Linked DNA regions of Ovis aries: region 1 is linked to region 2. A link is a contact called in public Hi-C data. All regions are on one chromosome and are shown on one strand. Each heading gives the region's core, a stretch centred on a gene start, on an enhancer-like site or on the middle of the called end of the contact. The rest is flanking DNA. Distances are from core to core; before and after follow the strand shown.

What was found. A called contact is a pair of places that touch in the nucleus more often than the background predicts.
Region 1: a contact with region 2 is called in a Hi-C map of liver, with 4 times the contacts expected there. The contact joins the enhancer-like site here to the promoter of EPB41L4B in region 2. A contact is called at or near these places in 9 of 16 Hi-C or Micro-C datasets (blood, hypothalamus, liver and 4 more).

The regions. Positions count from the first base shown.
Region 1 is chr2:14,083,322-14,089,799 of ARS-UI_Ramb_v3.0, reverse strand. EPB41L4B (erythrocyte membrane protein band 4.1 like 4B) reads right to left here. Exons shown (of 25, transcript XM_060408974.1): 14 at 6,470-6,478; 15 at 2,593-2,657. Among named protein-coding and RNA genes, the nearest start is that of EPB41L4B, 73 kb to the right of the region's middle. Within about 2 kb of position 3,274, at least 2 of the 54 cell types and tissues checked have an H3K27ac peak or open chromatin away from gene starts, as enhancers often do. A contact at or near this core is called in liver, where this site is marked.
Region 2 is chr2:14,009,466-14,015,757 of ARS-UI_Ramb_v3.0, reverse strand. EPB41L4B (erythrocyte membrane protein band 4.1 like 4B) reads right to left here and starts at 2,378. Exons shown (of 25, transcript XM_060408974.1): 1 at 1,942-2,378. The coding sequence starts at 2,241.

The DNA of each region.
Region 1 (6,478 bases), core at 2,025-4,524, 73 kb before region 2:
CTTTACTTAGCTTCTGAAAGAGGTAATCCTCTGTTAGAGAAAGTCTGAATGTTATGTGCTCAGCCTAAACATATTAAATGTTGTTAAATCACAGAATTTTAGAGCTAGAGAAGACCTTTGCTCATTTAGTCCAACCTGCTCTTTTAGGGGAGGGAAAACGAGGCCAACAGAGGGAAAATGGTCTGTCCAAGATCACACAAGACGGAAGCTGGGCCCCAGTGATCCGAATCCCCACTGCGGCACTACATGATACTCTCTCTACAGAGCAATATTCCCAAGTTTTCCTGGGTTTATTTGGTCCCAATCATTAAATAACAAAGAAACATAAGGTACACAGCAATACAGTAAACACAGACTTATACTCCAATTTTAAAATCAGAATATCAAAACAATTCCTGAGCCTTTAACTACCTTCATTTTATTGAGAATGCAGTCCACAGTGAGTTATGACTACCTATCGTGGTTACGTGCAAATATTTACACGGACACTGAAAACACCATTCAGAACTATTCCTCGGAGATATTTCTATAAACACGTCCATGTGATGCCAAGGCACTTTCCATGGGATGGAATGAAACTATGATGGTGAATGGAAGTAAGACGCTTCAGTCTCTCAAAGTGCAGTCATGACTTTATCTCGATACATCATACTTTGCTTTCCTCCTAAGTTCTTCTGGTTCTGGTCGTGGACATAATCGAAATGGCTGTCATCTCCACTGGCCGACGCTTTCCAATGCGGCCTGTCATCCTGAAAGGATGGCCTGTTTTGTTTGCAGAGGGAGCAGTTAGTGGGGGGATATGGAAGACAATCAGAGAATTGAGCGAAACAACACAAGCGCAAGGAAATGGGCAGGGGAAACCATGAAGTGCATGAATGCAGATGGCTTTCAGAAGAAACGAACACATTTTCTACTTTCAAGTGTTTTTTTAAATTCAGATGCTCTGGTCCTCTATCAACTTCCAAGTTGAGAACAGCGCTGCCTGTGGCTGGGCCATCATCCCTCCAAGGGTGTCTAAGGATCTAGTCAGTCTGGGAAAAGCTAGGTGATGGTGAAAAAGGTTCCTTTTCTACAGGAATTCTCAGAGCTGTTGCCATGGGAACATACACCGTGAATGCCTTATTCAGCCTTCTCTAAAAGTGCTGGACCAAATAATTCTCTTTTCATGGAGAGTCTGAGAAAATACCATATGCTGGGTCCCACCCCCAGAGATTCTGATGCTGGAGGTCTGGGGTGGGGCTGGGACTCTGCATGGTCAAGCTCCCAGGTGGCACAGATGGTGCTGGGCATCAGGGCCACCTGCGAGCTGCAAAGCCCAGCCTTCCTAGCATTCCCAGCGAAGACTGCCTCGCAAGGAAACCAACATGGTAAACAGGCGAAAATGAGTGTTATGTTTTGTAAGCATGAAGTTAAATTAAAAAGCATTTATATGAATCTCTTCCATGCCTCATGTCTGGAAAAGAAATGGTCTCTGCAATACAGAAACTTTGAGAGGTATTAGTTCACTGGTCTAACTTGCTTTTCAATGTTCCATGGACATCAAGTGCTTATGATCAAACCGCACTGTCGTCCTACAGGATCCACAACAGACTGGGTAAGAAAGATCAAGCACTAACTGCTCTCCTTGGCCTTGTTCTGAATGGATGTATTCCCATCACTCCGTTCACCATACTCTCTCAAGGAGCCAGGCTCGCAATCTCACTAAGAAATAACTTTATACAAACTGAATTCGCCAACTATGTTTCTGAAAGAGCTTCACACATAAACACCCATTAAGACTGATCTAAAATTCAAATCTTAAAAGGAACGTTTGCTTTTACGAAGCTGGCATTAAAAAAAAAAATCCCAAACTTAATCATAAATGCAACAAAGCAGATGCCAGTTTACCTGGGAAGGACCACGGTCGGTTAGGACACAGGTGGGCAAACACGGCCCTCAGCCTAAACCCCACTGTCTGTTTTCATAAATAAGCTTTCCAGGAACACAGACAGGCCCATTCACTTCTGTATCCTTTGTGGCTGCTTTCAAGCGATTCAGTACAATAGCAGGGTTGAGTAGTTGTGATAGAGATCACAAAGCTGAAAATACTGACCATCTGGACCTTTACAGAAAAGTTTACTGACCCCAAGGTTTAGAAAAAAATTCACCATCACAGAAAGCAACCCTCTACTCCATCCTTGGTGGAAAAAAAAAAAAATCCTTTCAAAAAAGTCCCACAACAAAAATCCCTGAGCTTTAACCGTATTTTTAGTAGATGAATTCTCAGGACAGAAAAATGTTACTTAAACTCTAAGCAACATTTAAAACATAAAACCAAACCCCAAAGATCTGAGGTTAGACTGACTAAAACAAAACCAAACCAAAAAAATCCCCTCCCAGTTCATTTTATTTCATCAAGCATAAGCTTTAGTAAATCCAGACCCATTACTGGCTTCTTTTGCTTTGCAAATTACTCATCTCTTCCAGGACAAGATAACTCTTTTAACAGTGGTTTCCAATGCAGAATTTCAATTCACAACGGAGTAGGAAAGGAGAGCTTGGAAAAAGACAGTAGAAGTAGAAAAGGACAGCGCTGGGAGCTCAGGTACTTACCTTACGTTTGGAGAGTGGGGGTGCCACCGAGGTTGGCCGGGGTGGAGATTGGGATGATACTGGGGCTAGAAATAAAATACCAAACTGGATTACTCGTTGCCCTTTTGGTTTCAACGGTCTTCACTGGCTGTGGATGGAGAGGCCCTCACTGATGCCTGGCTAGGGGAGTGGAAGTTTCCCAGGATATCAAGTTTCCCCCATGACAAAGGCTGGGGGACTGCCCTCTAAGAAGAAAGGTGGAAGGCATCTGCCTTGAAAGGGTGCCCCAGAGCACCCAGGGCCACGTAGCATTCATCTCTCCCAAGGGAGCCGAAGGAAGGGGCCAGAGAAAGGGGAGAATGGGGGCAATTTATTCTTTAGAAACAATTTCTGCCATTGCTGAAAAGGACGACAACTGTGTGTAAATAGTCACGCTGCAAACAGGACTGGACTTTTCCATCAGGTGATCCAAAAGTAAACATCTTCCGGAAACAAACAAAACCACAAACCATCTAGATCCTGATAAAACAGAGAGAGAGAGACGTAGTTTGCCTATTTTAACATGAAAAGAAAAAAAAAAAAAAAAACGGACCCAGACAGGTGACTCACAAAAATGGCCAGGGGTCAAGACAAGGCAGGCTTGGGTGGGTGGCAGGCTGCCTGCAGCTCCACTTCTGGCCTGCAGGGGGCAGCAGCCATAGACACTGCCAGAAGTCCTGGGGCTTCTCAAGCCTAAACTTTCTACGGGGCAGATGAGGCTTTCCTGACATTGAAGTCACTACAGTCTGGCCACTATTATTCTTTTCATCATTTCTTCCCCTTCTTCTCCCTCCCTGATGCTTTTGTTAATAATAAGGAGTCCATTTTCTATTATGGAAAATTCTCAGCCATTCTGTTCGTTCAGGGTTTCTGGACCTGAGATGCCCTCCTGGCCTACTGTGTATTCAGCAGCCTCTCTCCTTCAAAGATGTTGGTCAGCAAGACTGCAGCCACCAAAGGACATCCTATGGGAAAGTGGAATCTGGAGGAAAATCTCAGTAGCAGAGTCTGAAAGCTGACCAGGGCTTTAGAATCTCCTGGAAACCATCTCTGCACATGTCTCTCTTTTAGGGGCTGCAGAAGACCAGTGAAGCGATAGATGACTCGCCCAAAGCTGCGCAGTTTCAGGCGATTCGATCACACAGCGAGGCTCCAAATGAGGCTCCACCAACTGGGTCTGCAACCAGAGAGACTAAGCTAGACTAGAAATGGATCTTCTAACACCTCGTCTTCAAACACAACCAGATCAGATGCTGGAGAGAGGTGGTCACCTTATCCATAAAGCCCTGGAGGAAGGATATTCCAAAACCTTCCTTGTTCTCCTTCAGAAAATTATATATCCTCTAAAGCTGTCCACCTGAGGCAAAGGGCTGACTCAGTGGAAAAGACCCTGATGCTGGGAAAGACTGAAGGCAAGAGAAGGGGACGACAGAGGATGAGATGGTTTGATGGCATCACCGACTCAATGGACATGAGTTTGAGTAAGCTCCGGGAGTTGGTGATGGACAGGGAGGCCTGGCGTGTTGCACTCCATGCAGTCACAAAGAGTCGGACATGACTGAGCAACTGAACTGAACTGAATAGAAAGCTGTCAAGGAGCATTTTTTAAAGCTAATCCACATGGCTCTTAACCAGGGCACTTATACCCCCCTGGGAACAACTGTAAGGAGGTATGTGCAGTTTTGCTTATCATAACGACTGGAGGGTTACCTGTAACTTGTTGGCAGAGAAGAGGGAAGCTCAACCTCCTGTAAGTCTAAGGACAGTCCCAAGCAGTGAAGAACTGTCCCTCCCCAAATGCCAAGAGCCCTCTCATTGAGAGCACAGCAATCCATCGTCTGCATTTGGCTCGGCTTGCTGAGCTCAGAGTAACAACAATGCTATGACACCGTCTTCTGGAAACCCTTCTCAGCACTAAGATGCTTATTGGGCCACTTCTCAGGATGTTCTCTGCCCACTCAATTTATTCCCAACACAGCACCTGTAAGGCTGGCAAGGGGAAAGGGCCAGTGTTTGCCAAAGATGTCAAGAGATGAATAACATCCAGGTAATGGTTTTCGTGGATTTGATCTCAATGAGCAACTGCCTTGATGTTCACTCGGAGCAGAGAATGCAGAGAAAGGGCACACCTGTGAGGCTGCCAGGGCAGAGGCAGTACTAAGTTGGGAATGCTTTGCTTTGCTTATTTTTATCTTGTTCTCTCCTTTAAGCACTAGTGACCCATCAACAACATTCTAGCCACTCACACCTGAAAGTCCCTCAGGGGGGGAAAAAAAAAATCTATAACTAAAAAGAACCAAGAACTGACAGAAGGCAAGGAAATAGGGAAACCTGGCCTTTGCACTACCAGATACAAAGCACTTTTTACACTTATTCACAACAACTCGAAAGTCACATCCAGGTTCTGCACACAAGGAGTAAGATTTCATGTACAGAAGACAGTATCATAAAATTCTGAAACATCATTTGGCGGTCTCATGAAGATAAAGTACACTGGGATCTCAGTCCCATCTAAGGAATTAACTAACCTACAGGAATGAAAGATCCAGAAAGAGGCTGATTAGATTAAGGCTCCAAAGTGAACTCATCATGGAATATTTAATTACTTGTGACATTCAAAACCAGACTGGTGACAGGGCACAAAGACCCAGGAGAGAAGTGTCCCTTGGACATTCACACCCGCCCAGGACAAGAAAACTGGCCCCACGTTAGGGGGTCATCAGACATGGGTGCTGCCTCTCAGCCCATGACAACCCAGGAAGCCAGGAGCACACCATCAGCTCAGGGTCCTTGCCTGGTCACCTTCAAGGCCCTGATGCTTGCCAATACCAGATCCTACCCACCCTAGAGTTTCAGATTCAACCAGCCCAGGGTGAGCCCCAAGCAGATGGTTTTAACGTGCAGCGGGGCTGCATGATTTCCAATGAAGGGGCTCAGAGAAGGCTCTTTGAAGGTGATGGTTTCCCAGCAGATGAGTGTGGGTAAAGGAACAGTGGGAAAAAATTATGGGGCAAAGATATGATTCTCTAAGACCTGAACCCATGCTGTATCCTAAGGAGTAAAGATAATACATACAAAAGTTAAGCTGGACCCAGGTTGTAGAAGGCTACAAGCAGCCAGTAAGAGCTACCCATGGGCCGTGGCTGATGGGCAGGCACAGGGTTCAGGCCACCAGCCATGGAAACCCACCTTTGCTCCTTCTGCAGGTAGCAGGCCTAGCACGGTCCTTATAAAGCAGGTTCTAGAGACTACCACTCCATGAATGGTAATGGACCCACCACCAATAGAAAGTGGTGGAGAAAACTAGCTGTTTTTATGGGGGTGGGTGGGGGGGCTGTCCAATAGTCAAATGATTTGGGAAAACCCTAGATTAAAACAACAACAACAACAACAACATGTGTCTTCCTTGAAGGACTTCTTGGTACTTTTGACACCCCAAAGGGCACTGGAAGATCCAAGAAGAGAATGAAGGATGAAGCGTTTCCCAAACGTGTGAACACATCCTTTCCTGGAGGCGCATCTCCAGGGACTCGTGTTCCCTAGGCCTAGAATGCCTGGACAACCGCCTCCTGAGAGGCCCCCAAAGGCTGCGTCTGACCACCCAGCAAGTTCGGACATACGTCCCTGATGCTTGCCAGTGGACAAGGTGAAGAAAAACAGGCAGCTCAGAAAACCAAGAGGAAGGAAGGGTTGGAGAAAACGTTCTTCTCTTACTGTTTTCTCAAAAAAAAAAAGAAAAGAAAAAACACATATTGCTGTTATTTCTTCAAAACCTGGTTATGCATAATGACTGCTCAGTGTGGAAAATTTAGACACTTTAAGAAATATGACATGAAAACCTTTAAAAGCAATAGCTCACCTGGTAATT
Region 2 (6,292 bases), core at 1,129-3,628:
AAAACCCAAGCAGCAGGGAAGACCCAATGTAACCGAAAAATAAATAAATAAATAAATTTTCTTTTACAAAAAGGAAACAAATCTGCCATTGTAAGAAAACCTAGTGAATTCTTCTGTCAAGTAGCCTTTAATTAAGCGAAGAAACCTTTAGGATGCAAAACCTGCCTCTGCCATGCTGGGCCAGGGCTCCGCCAGCTGAGGTAAGTCAGCCTTCGCATCCCAACCTGTTCATCTGGGTACCTGTTTGGGTCTATTCACCACGCATGCATTTTTACTGGGTTTGCATTTTTCATCTCAGAGACACCACTTAAGCCTGTCGCAGAAACCTGACAAACGCAATACATTTCATAAACGAACCATCTCAGGGGAACAGACAAGAAAATCATCAGCAGTGAGCGTTGTCAAAGTTCCCAACCAGAGCATTCCTTTCGCAGATCTGAGATGCAGAACGCGCCACATCCTCTCCACACACCAGCTGCCCGCTCCAGAAGCAACCCACTCACCTCTCCTCCACTCGGCTGGGCCCGCCCCTCTCCCCTTTTTCAAGCCTCCTCTCCCAGCAGAATAAAAAGCTGGAGAGCCCAGTCTTGGAAAAACAGTAACATTTTAATACTATTTTAAAGACAACTGCTCTGAGCACTGGAATGTTGGCTCCTTTTCCATGAATAAAAAGGCCCCCGAAGGGTATTATCGTAACAAAATGATATCCTATGGAGAGCACCAGGAACCACAAAAATAAAATCGCCATAAACTGAAACTGTCTCAAAATTAAACCTAACACAAGGAAACATTAAACCGCAGGCCAGGCAGGCTCTGATTTTCCCATCTAAAACCCTTACAGGTTCCCAGCCAGTTCTTTCCTGACGTCCAATTTCCCCAACCCGAGAAGGTCTGAATGCTTTCTTTAGAAGTCCGGGTATGTTATTCCGCCCGCCCCGCTTGAAACCCTCGGGACGATCTGTAACATTCATCTAAAGCTCTATCATTTCTGTGTCCTCAGTCACACCCAAAGAATCCCAAAGGCAACGTCTGCCGCAGCGCCGGGTGCACAGTAGGCGCCCCATTAATGTGCGGATTCGATCTGATCAGATCTGGCCCCTTGGGCTAGAAAGACCCGCTGGTGGCCGGACGCCCTGGCGGGGACAGCAGCGCCAGCCGAGCTCTCCGCTGCAGGGGGCGGGGTGCAACCACCTGTGGGCGGGTGGCCCGGGCTGAGGCCGCGGCGCAGCCGCCCTGGGGTGCCTCCGCGGCTCCCTGCACAGACCCCGGGGAAAGTCCGGCGCCCCAGGCCCGGGGGCACCCGGGGTCCGACTCCCAGCGGCCCAGAAAGGAGCTCTGCCGCTGCAAAGTTGACCCGATCAGCGAGAGTCGATTCTCGAGTTAGCTCCCAAGTCGCCCAACCCCCTGTGAGGCAGCGGGCCAGAGGGGCTGTTTAGGATGGGATGAAGGGGTGGGGAGCGCCCAGATGGGGACTGGAAAGAGCAGAAATACTCCCCTGACTCCCTCCCAAACTTGGGGCACCTGCCGGCCAGGAGGCGAGCGGGCTTCTCCTCCCCTGCCTTGCCACCACGGCCTGGTGGCGAGTCTGTGGGGGCAAACGGGCTACCCCGGGGCAGCCCCGCCTTGTTTTGACATTCTCTAAACGACAGCCCAGCTCCAAGAAGGCCGCTGCAGGAACCTCAAAGACCTCAGGGGAACAACAGTCACCCGCGCCAAGGGGCGGGGACTTGGGACTTGAGGGGGCGCGGGCCAGGGATGGGGCCCCCCGGAAGAGAGCAGAATGGGGTGGCCAGAGAGGGAACCAGGACTAGGAGTGCGCGCAGAAGGGGGAGGGGATCCCGGAGAGGTACAAGGGGAGCGCCCCAGAGGGGAGCATCGGGGGAAGGGAACTGCCCCACGGGCCCCGGGGTGCCAGTGGCCCGGACCGGCTCCGTCACTCACCGGCAGGTCCACGCTCACTTCGGTACCGTCGAGCAGGAAGACGCGGCAGTAGAGGGTGGCCTTGGAGGCTCCGGCGGCAGAGATGTGCACGGCCGCGCCGCCCGTGAGCAGGGGCCCGCCGCCGGCCGGGAACACGCTGCCCCCGGGCGCGGCGGGCAGCGTGGAGACAGCGGCGGCCGGGCCCCCCCGCGGGCCCCCGTCGCGCTCGTCCCCCAGCCCGGCGGCCCCGCGCCCTGCCGCGCCCCGCGCGTAGCGCTGCATGGAGCGGCGGCCAAAGGTCCGGCGCAGAAACCGCAGCATCCTGGCTGGGGGCGTCCCCTGCCTCCGCCCCCTGCGCCGCTGCCGCTGCGCCGCCGCCCGGGAGTGCCCCGCGACGCCGTCAGTGCCAGCGCCCGCCCGCGCCTCCTCCCGCCGGCTGCGGCCCGGGGCTCGCTCCCGCCGAGGCCGAGGCCGCGCTCCGGGTGCCTGCGGGGCGCGCCGGCCGGGCCAGCGCCGACTGCGAGTGGCCGCGGGCGGGAGGGCGCGCTCGGGGCGGCCCGGCAGCCGTCCCGCCGCCGCCTCCGCCGCCACGCGCTCTGCCGGGCCGGCGGCCTGCGCTCACGGCCGAGGAGCCGCTGCCGACGGCCGGCCGCGGGCGGCCCGGGGGGCTGCGGGGGGCGCGGGGGCGGGCTGCCGGCTGCTCCCGCGCCGCGAGCCGGCCGAGGGCCAGCCGGAGCAGGGCGCCTGCGTGCTCCTGGCGCGCTCGCTCCCACTCGCCGCGCCCCGGACCGAGGAGGCCCCGCCGAGTACCCGCTCCCCAGGCGCCTTTTCCTGCGCCCGCAGCCCCCGCCTCCCACCTGGGAGGCTGCACCTCCAGCCGCCGCTGCCGCCGCCGCCGCCGCCGCCGCCGCCGGGACTGCAGCACGCCCTCCTCCCTCGGGGCTGCGCCGGGTATTTGCAAACCGAGTCTGTGCTGCCCCCTGCCGGCCCGAGCGCCCCCTGCTGCTGTAGGTGTGCTCACGTGTGTACACGTAGGTGAGCACACACGTGTTTCCGGCGCCTCGAGCCCTGAAGACGCCCGAGGGTCTCCCCTTGCCTAGTTTGTAAACCCAGGCTGCATGCCCTCAGGGGAGCTATGCCCGGGAGGCCGAGAGAAAAACGCAGGAAGCGGAGGCCCTGCTAGGCCCTCAGTTTCCCTTTCTGGAAAAGGATGGGGGTGGGGTGGACTAGGTAATCTACCAGGTCCCCACAACTTAAATTCTGTCAGTTTAAAATCTCAGAGCTGAAAGGGCCCTTTCTGCCATTCCAGTCCGATGGACACATTCCAGATAAGGAAATTGAGGCCAGGCTAGGAGAGGTGTACTTTTCCAATGGACTACGCAGAAAAACACCTTTCCTCAAGGAACTCGTGTCCAGTATGGAGGAAATGTGCGTGTGTGCGTGCGTGTGTGTTCAGTCGCTCAGTCCTGTCTCTTTGCCATCCACAGAGGCCCGCATAAATAGCCACAACTTATAAGAGTGAAGGCTGAAGAAGTTACTGAGGAGCGGAGCAGAACTGACACGTTAGGAGGTAGTCTATGAGGATACACGGAGAATATTGGAGGCAGAGGAAATGTTTATAAACAATGCTCCTCAGGTATACAATGCTCCCCAGGTTCAAGGACTGGTTCAAGGAGAAGTGGGTTGTCCAGTGTGGTTGAAGGAAGGTCAGGCCTCTTGAGAACAGCACTGCTTTTCTTCTGTGTGTGCCTGACACTGTGCTAAGCCCTTCTCATTCATCATCTCACTAAATCCTCAGGACAGCCTGGTTCCATAAATGGTTTTATCCCCATTGTACGGAGGAGGAAATTGAAGCTTAGAGAGCTTAAGAGACTTGCTCCAGATTTCATTTCAAATAGGGGCTCGTTTGCTGGGATTTAAAGCTGTTGCTCCTAACCACTGCCAGGCTGAGGCATGTGGCATGGTTTCTGAGAGACCTGGACAGAGGCAGTGGCCACAGCAAAGGGGAAAGAGAAAGAGAAGGATGAATTCAGGAGGTATTCCAAAATCGACATTTACTGAGGATTAGGCACTGTCTTAGGTGATTTCATGGATGGTATTTTCATTACCCTCATTCCAACCTTTCTAGATATTCTGTTTATCCCCCATTGACTTAGGTGGAGTTTGGGGCTTAGAGAAGTAACATCCTTGCCTGAGGTCTCAGAGCTCCTGAATGGCAGCAGCCAGTACCCTCCCCTGTGGCCTGATGTTTCTCTTATGACTCCACAGGGGTCTACCTGGTGACAGTGTATTCTGAGGGTGCACCTGCAATCAGCCTTCCAATATCCACTCTGCTCCTCTCCCCCCAAGACTTAATAGAATACTGTCAGCAAACGTGTTCAAAGGGGACCCAGTCTGCTTATGGTTTACAAGGGTAGCCCGTTTCCTACTCTATAGCCCAGAAGTGCTCTGGGAGACTGAATAATGGTCCTCTGAAGATATTCACTTCTCAGTCCCCGGAACCTGCTCCTGAATATGTTCCTGCACATGGCAAAAGGGACTTCACAGGTATTCCTTATAAATTCAGGAATTTGAGGTAGGGAGGTTATCCTGGGTTATCTGGGTAGCACCAATATAATCACAAAGGCCCTTGTAAAAAGGAGACAGGAGAGTCGGGGACAAAGAAAGAGATGTGACCGTGGGAGCAGAAGTCAGCTCGATGTGTCCAGGAGTCAAGGAGTGGAGGCAGAGGCTGGAAGCTGGAAGAGGCACGGAACAATTATCCCATGTATTTTAGAAGGAACACAGCCTTGGTTTTTACTGCAGCCTGTAAAATCTGACTCTGACTTCTGACCTTCAGAACTGTAGGAGAATGCATTTGTGTTTTAAACCACTTAGGTGATGGTGATTTATTCCAGCAGTGATAAGGAGACTCATACAAGTGCAGTCTTAAATCATGTTAGTTCGGTGCACTACATTTTTCCAAGCCTCTTGGCACTGTCATAGTGCCATCCCTCTCAAAGGAACTGTCATTCCGTTTCTACGTATCATCTGTCCTTCTCTCCCACTAAATGCTGAGCTCCATGAAGACAGGAGTTTTTTCTTATTCATCACGGTAACCCCACCCAGCACCTAGCCTGCTCCCTGACCAATAGTCAGCATTCAATAAATGCTTGTTGAATGAATGCAGGATCAGATTTCATTGTCGTAGTAGCCAGTGGGGTGGGTATTGCCTTTGCCTTTTAGAAATAGAGAAAATGAAGGTTGGAGTCGAGTCCAGGCTCATACTCGCCTCTCCTGACTCCAGCTCCCAAGTGCTGCCGACAGTACCATGTCATTCAGAATCCCACGGGGACTCCAGATTGCATTCATTTTACCTGTACCGCCTCTGTCCTGGGCACTGTCAACTCACTGATAGAACTGATCTCATTCAGTCTTCATCACAATAGTGATTTTTTAAAAATATATATTTGCTTATTTGGCTGTGCTGAGTCTTAGCTGTAGCACTCAGGATCTTTAATTGTGGCACATGGGATCTAGCTCCCTGACCAGAGATTGAACTTGCTTCCCCTCTATTGGGAGTGCAGAGTCTTAGCCACTGGACCACCGGGGAAGTCCCCGCAGTAGTGATTTAAGCACTGTTTTCTCCACCACACAGAGGAGAAACAGAGTTTCAGGACTTTCTTTGATTAAATTTCACGTTGCTCAAGTTTCCTCCCCAGAATTTCCACATTTGAATAGTAAGGTTGCATTTTGTCTGTTCACAGTGTATTTCAGTGATCGCTCTTTCTTCATCTTGGCATTTTAGACCATAAAAATTCCTTCCGTCTTATCCAAGCCCTGTACCAGCCCTTCAGAAATTTTAATTGCCATTTCTCAGACCTTCTCTGAGAAGGCCTACAATACTGTGGCCACCTGATGTGAAGAACTGACTCATTTGAAAAGACCCTGATGCTGGGGAAGATTGAAGGCAGGAGGAGAAGGGGACAACAGAGGATGAGAGGGTCAGATGGTATCACCGACTCAATGGACATGTTTAAGTAAACTCCAGAAGTTGGTGATGGACAGAGAGGCCGGGTCCATGGGGTCATAAAGAGTCGGACACGACTTAGTGACTGAACTGAAGACCTCTATGCTCAATGAAAATGGACCAGAAATGCACATGTTTCTAGGTTGCCAACACATTGCTCTTTTATGGGCCTTTTGGTCCTCAAACTATCAGTTAGTATTTTACCTGTGTTCCTGTCTAGAACCATCTTGAGCTGAAGTTCTCAAGAAAGAGTCTACATTTAAATTCCAGGTCCTTTCCTTGGCCGCAAGCAGTAGCTTGAGTTTCTCAGTGTCACGGCACTTTGGAAGCTGACCCGTAGAGTCACTTTACCTTCTCATCATC